Linked DNA regions of Sus scrofa: region 2 is linked to region 1. A link is a contact called in public Hi-C data. All regions are on one chromosome and are shown on one strand. Each heading gives the region's core, a stretch centred on a gene start, on an enhancer-like site or on the middle of the called end of the contact. The rest is flanking DNA. Distances are from core to core; before and after follow the strand shown.

Region 1 (2,741 bases), core at 98-2,597:
TTTCTTATTGGTGGTGGGGGGGTTAACACCACTTTCTCCAGTTATTCATAAGAGAAAGTTTCATTTCTCTACTTCAAACACTGTGTGAACATCAGAGGTTGCATTTTTATAGAGCAAGCCAATAAATAAAAACATATGAAATAATGGCTTAGTGTTTAAACACAGAAACTTCAAAATGAGTTTTATTACTTCACTTGAAAAGGTTTTGTTTTGTTTTGTTTTTTCTCTTTTTACTCTATTTAGGAATTGGCAAGGAAAACCTAGGTAAAAGGTCAAGGCCCACATGTTAACCTTGGGTGTATCTCTTACTTAGGATCTCAGGCTTGCCCTTCACCCGTTGGAGTTAGTTTTATCCACAAAATGGGACTAAAAGTGCCTTCCTGGAAGCCTTGGAGGAGTATTTTAAGATACTATTATTACTCTAAACCAGAAAGTGCTTAGGAAAAGGCAGAGTCCTGAATGGAGGAGGCATCTAGACCACGACCTGAGTCCAGAAGGGAAGAAGGGAGGTGACGGCACCTCCATGTCCCTGGCTCCAGCTCCTCTGCACAGCTGGTCAGCTGGTCTAGCAGGTGCTCTGAATTGGCCTGGGGCACTGCAGAAGTGGCTGGTGGATCTGAGGGGGGAGGAAAAGATGCTACTCTGGCAGAACAACAACAAAAATTATTTTTAAATTAAGGCTCAACTCTCTTTTCTCAAACAATAATGCAAATACCAGTAATACACAAGCAGGTGGAGGTTATTTATAGAGAGGATTCTTTTTTCACTTTCTATTCTGAAATAATTATAGACTCACAAGAAGTTGCAAAAATAGCACAGAGAGGTCTATGTCCCTATTACTCAGCTTCCCCCAATGGCAACATCTTATGTAACTATCTTACATTCTCAAAACCAGGACCTGACATTGGCACAGAACTCTGAGCTAGGCTACCGATCTCAATCAGATGTCATCAGTTTGTGCATACACTGTTGCTTTTAAGTTTACAAACTAAAATGGTGGAGGAGAGAGAAAGCACTGGTACAGAACAGTTTGCCAAACTGTAATGAAATCAACACAATGCAATTTTGATAGGGAGCACATGAGTATGCAAACATTACTTTATTACAATATTTCTTCCTGTTGGGTCCATTGTAATCAAATGATATTTGCAGTAATTCATGTGTTTACATTTGTAGAATCTCCCATCCAGGGGGTGAAAGGCTTCATGGACCTTTGTTCCCATAGCAGTTCTATAAGAATAACAAAGAGCTGGTGGTGTTTTCTTTTCCAGAGGGGGAAGCCATCGCCCATGAGGGTCCTCAAACCAGGCCTCCTCTGTGATCAGCCGCCCAGCCCTGATCCACCCATGCAATATCACAGGAGTCCCTCAGCTTTAAGGGCATGTCCAGGTGGAATTTGGTGCTGACCTTGAACTACTCCAGGTTGACTTAGCAATGCTGCCATCTGGTGGTCAAAGAACTAAGAAAATCAGTGATAATTAGTTCTTTGTGGACCATCAGTTAGTTACATACTCAATTTTTACAAGGGAAGCTCTCCTTAAGGCACTGAATATTCTAATAAGGAATGTTTTGTAATGAAAATTATGACTCTGCTGTAGATTAACTATGACCACAAATTTCTTTGAAGCCTTTCCATGAAGAGGTGGAGTCTATCTCTTGAATCTGGGCTGGGCTGGTGATTTGCTTTGGAACATGATGCACAGGAAGTGATGCTGTTTAACTTTCAAGCCTCTGCTTCAAGAGGCCTCAGAGCTTCCCACTTTCCCCTGCTGGAACACTGCCACTTTTTAAACAAGCCCGGACTAGCCTTTAGAACAAGCCAAGGCTAGCCTCCTTGAGGATGGGACTCCACACAAAGAGACAGAGGATCAGCTGTCTAAGCCATTTCTTCTAAGGCCCTAGGTGCATCAGTGAGGCCATCCAAGACCAGGCAGTCCCAGCTGAACCACTACCTGGTGTGGTGATGAATGTGCCCAGGCAAGACTGGCTGAAGCCAACTCAATCATAAGAAACACTAAATTGTTGTTTTAAGCCACCAAATTCAGAGATGCCTGTAAAACAGTAGTAGATAACTAACACACACCCTCAAATTTATGTGGTATTTTTTGGCTACACCCGAGGCATGTGGAAGTTCTTAGGCCAGGGATCAAACCCACGCCACAGCAGTGACCTGAGCCGCTGCTGTTGACAATGCTGGATCCTTAACCCACTGAGCCACAAGGGAATACCTCAAATTCCTGTTTTAAAAATATGTATTCTGAACCATAACTTTAAGATTTAATACTACTATTTTAAATTGAGAAAGGCATCATACATCAATATTTCCATGTGATAAGTCCTAACCATGATACAAATTTTGAATGTTGCATACTTTGCTTTTCTTATGCATTTTCAGACCCTGCCATGTGTTATCATTCATTCATTCATTCATTCATCATACATTAACTGAACGTGTCACCAGTAATAGCTACTAGGGAGGCACTAAATACTTGGCAGTGAATTAGACATGATGCCTACCCTTAAGAAGGTCACGGCTACTGGAGAAGACTCATGGGCAAATGCATCATAACAACACTGTGGAATTATGTTAGGTTAGAACAGAGGAGTAACTCCCTTGGTGTTAGCAGTAGGGGTGGTAGGATGGATATATTAGTCAGGACCCAATTAGGAAAAGAGAAACCACTCCAAGTATTTAGAACTACGAGAAAGTAATCCAGGACATTTTTTATGATTTTTATTTT
Region 2 (2,741 bases), core at 105-2,604, 1.4 Mb before region 1:
TGCATGTCTAACAAGCTCCCAGGTGACACACTTCGAGCAGCAAGACCTAGAAATCGCTGCCATCTGGCTCTGCTGTCAGCAGCTACACGTCCATGAGAAACGCAGGCTGCAGACCTCCATCTGGGAAACCCCCCTACCTGCCGTCATCAGTAGATTGAGACTGGAAAGGATGGATACCCTCATAATAATTTGACCTCTCTTCAAGTGGAGAGTCCTTATTTGTTCAACATATTTTTTCAGTGGTTGGGGTGGTGGCATTGGTGTTGGCAAGGATTTTTAAAAACTGTGATTTGGATGTTCTTTCTTTCTTTCTTTTTTTTTTTTTTTTTGACTTTGTAGGGCCACTCCTGTGGCATAGGAAAGTTCCCAGGCTAGGGGTAAAATCAGAGCTGTAGCTGCTGTCCTATGCCACAGCCACAGCCATGCCAGGTCTGAGCCACGTCTGCAACCTACACCACAGCTCACAGCAATGCTGGATCCTTAACCCACTGAGCAAGGCCAGGGGTCGAACCTCCGTCCTCATCGTTACATGGTCAGATTCGTCTCTGCTGAGACATGATGGAAGTGTGATATTGGCCACTTCTTAAGCTTTGTGAATCTCCCACTGTGCCTCTTACCAGGCAGCCCTGCTTCTGTTCATGTATGCTGACATAAGCAGATGATATCTAGCCCCTGGGCAGCCTGGAAAGGGCCTTGGTCTTAGCTTGGAAAATTGGATGCTTCTGCTCAAAGACTTTGACTCAAGCAAGGAAGTGCCTCAGAGGCGCAAGGACAGTTACAGCTGGCAGAGGCAGCAGTGAGTATATCCAGACAGCCATGGTGACCCATGTCTAGCACTGGTGGCAGTCATTCTTCACCAGTTCCTGCCCATGGTTTGATCAGGGCTGGGGTTCTGACCATTTGGTCTTGCTTGGTTCCAGGCATCCCACTGATTTTGTGAGCTACTCAACATCCCTCCCATAAGTGTATTTTTGACTTAAATAGGTTTTGTTTCTATTGGTGAAATCAAGATTCCTGATTGGTACCTAGGGTTGTTGCCAGATTAAATTCATCCATGTAGAGCTTAGAGTTCCACCCAGTGCATAAGAAACCACCAATCATTGTTCGTTATGTTGATGAAGAAGAAGAGGAAGAGGGAACTATGGTGGAGGAGGGAGGAGAAAGCAGGAAGGATGCTGAGAAGGACAACATTGAGGGGACTTGCTTCCAAGAGAGAGGTCAAGAAGACCTAAGGACAAGCCAGAGAGATGCAGACTTGAAAGACAAAAAGGAACCACGTATGTGAAGGGCATGTGAAATGAGGCCACAGCCTGTGAACAAGCCCTGGGGAAGTAAGGAGGCTTGCATATTTCAGAAATTGTTGGAAGGTCAGTGAGGTGGAGTTGTGGTGACTGAGGGGGCCACGCATGAATTGCAGCACCAAGTAATGGGTTTTCTGAGTCATAATGGGTTTTCTGAGTCATAGTAAGAAATTAGCATTTAACATTTAATCCTAAGAACTTTGGCAAGGCGTTGGCAACCTCTGCGCCTCCTCCCAGCCATGGATTCCCTCTGCTTGATAGCTCAAGCCTGCCATAGCACTTGACAGATTTGAAGTGGAACCTTGGGAGATGGCATGGGCAGCCCTTCTGCAAAAGTAGATGTGAAGTTGGTCTTGGGGGTGAAGTGTCCACCTCCTTGGAAGGGTTGCCCCTCTTGCAGGCTTGGGTGTTCACTAAATTCATCTGCCTGGCTGTGGGAGTCTTTCTTTGGAAGACAGCTCTGTTAGTCAGTATAGGAAGGGCTATGCTGTAGTAACAAATACTCCCCATATCACAGTGGCTTCACACAGCAGATATGGGCTAACAACTCTCCAGCCAGTTTTCCTTTACACAGTAACTCAGTGATTCTGGCTGCTTTGATCTTGTGGTGCCATAATCTCTTTGGGAAGCTTCTTGGTCACTTTGGCAAGAGATGAGAGTTGGAGGGTCAAACACCAGCTCTGCAATGTTGGTTATTGCTCATTGGCCAGGACCGATCATATAGCCTCACTTAAAGGCGGCAGGGCTGGGAGACATAGAGAAGTGCATGGATTGTTTGATAAACATGATTGTTTCTGCCACAACTTCTAATCTAATCTAGTTGAGTTTCTTACCTATGAGAAACTGATATTAAAGGCCCACACTTGCTATTTGTTGTCCTATCTTCATTAAACTTCACCACAACCACAGGAGATTAAAAAGACTGGCATTATCTCTGTTATAATATGAAGAAACATAGGCTTGGAGAGTGTATTACTGAGGACTCATGGTTGCAGATGTTTAGCGCCCAGGTTCAACTGGTATAAGGCAAATAGGAATTTATTCATGTAAGTAGAAATTCTAATGCTTTAGGCACAGCTGGATCTAGGGTCCTCATGATGTCATCAGGACACCATTTCACTGTGTTGATTCTACTTTCTGCTGTGTTGGTGGGCTTTCTTCTTGTGACAGCCCCAGAGACCTCAGGTTTATATCTTCTCAATTTCAAATATGGTAAAAAGAAAGATTTCCTTCTCAGAGGTTCCCAACTTCAAATCCCAGCATTGAATCTCCTTGGTCTGACTTGGGTCATGTGTCATGCTGATTTGATCAGTGTGGCTGAGAGAATGGAGTATGCTGACTGCGTGCCCACCTGTAGCCCACCTAGAGCTACAGATGGGGTTGGTAGTTAGATGCTTTCTACCTAAAGGAAAATCATGGTTCTATCACCTGGAGAAGAAG

What was found. Hi-C and Micro-C count contacts between places; a contact is called where the count stands out from the background.
Region 2: a Hi-C map of embryonic fibroblasts shows a contact between it and region 1, with 2.9 times the contacts expected there. The contact joins two enhancer-like sites. A contact is called at or near these places in 2 of 47 Hi-C or Micro-C datasets (embryonic fibroblasts and retroperitoneal adipose tissue).

The regions. Positions count from the first base shown.
Region 1 is chr14:121,167,092-121,169,832 of Sscrofa11.1, reverse strand. The region is part of intron 1 of RBM20 (RNA-binding protein 20); the gene reads right to left. Among named protein-coding and RNA genes, the nearest start is that of PDCD4, 100 kb to the left of the region's middle. Within about 2 kb of position 1,347, at least 13 of the 83 cell types and tissues checked have an H3K27ac peak or open chromatin away from gene starts, as enhancers often do. A contact at or near this core is called in embryonic fibroblasts, where this site is marked.
Region 2 is chr14:122,517,499-122,520,239 of Sscrofa11.1, reverse strand. No RefSeq gene overlaps it. Among named protein-coding and RNA genes, the nearest start is that of GPAM, 64 kb to the left of the region's middle. Within about 2 kb of position 1,354, at least 6 of the 83 cell types and tissues checked have an H3K27ac peak or open chromatin away from gene starts, as enhancers often do. A contact at or near this core is called in embryonic fibroblasts, where this site is marked.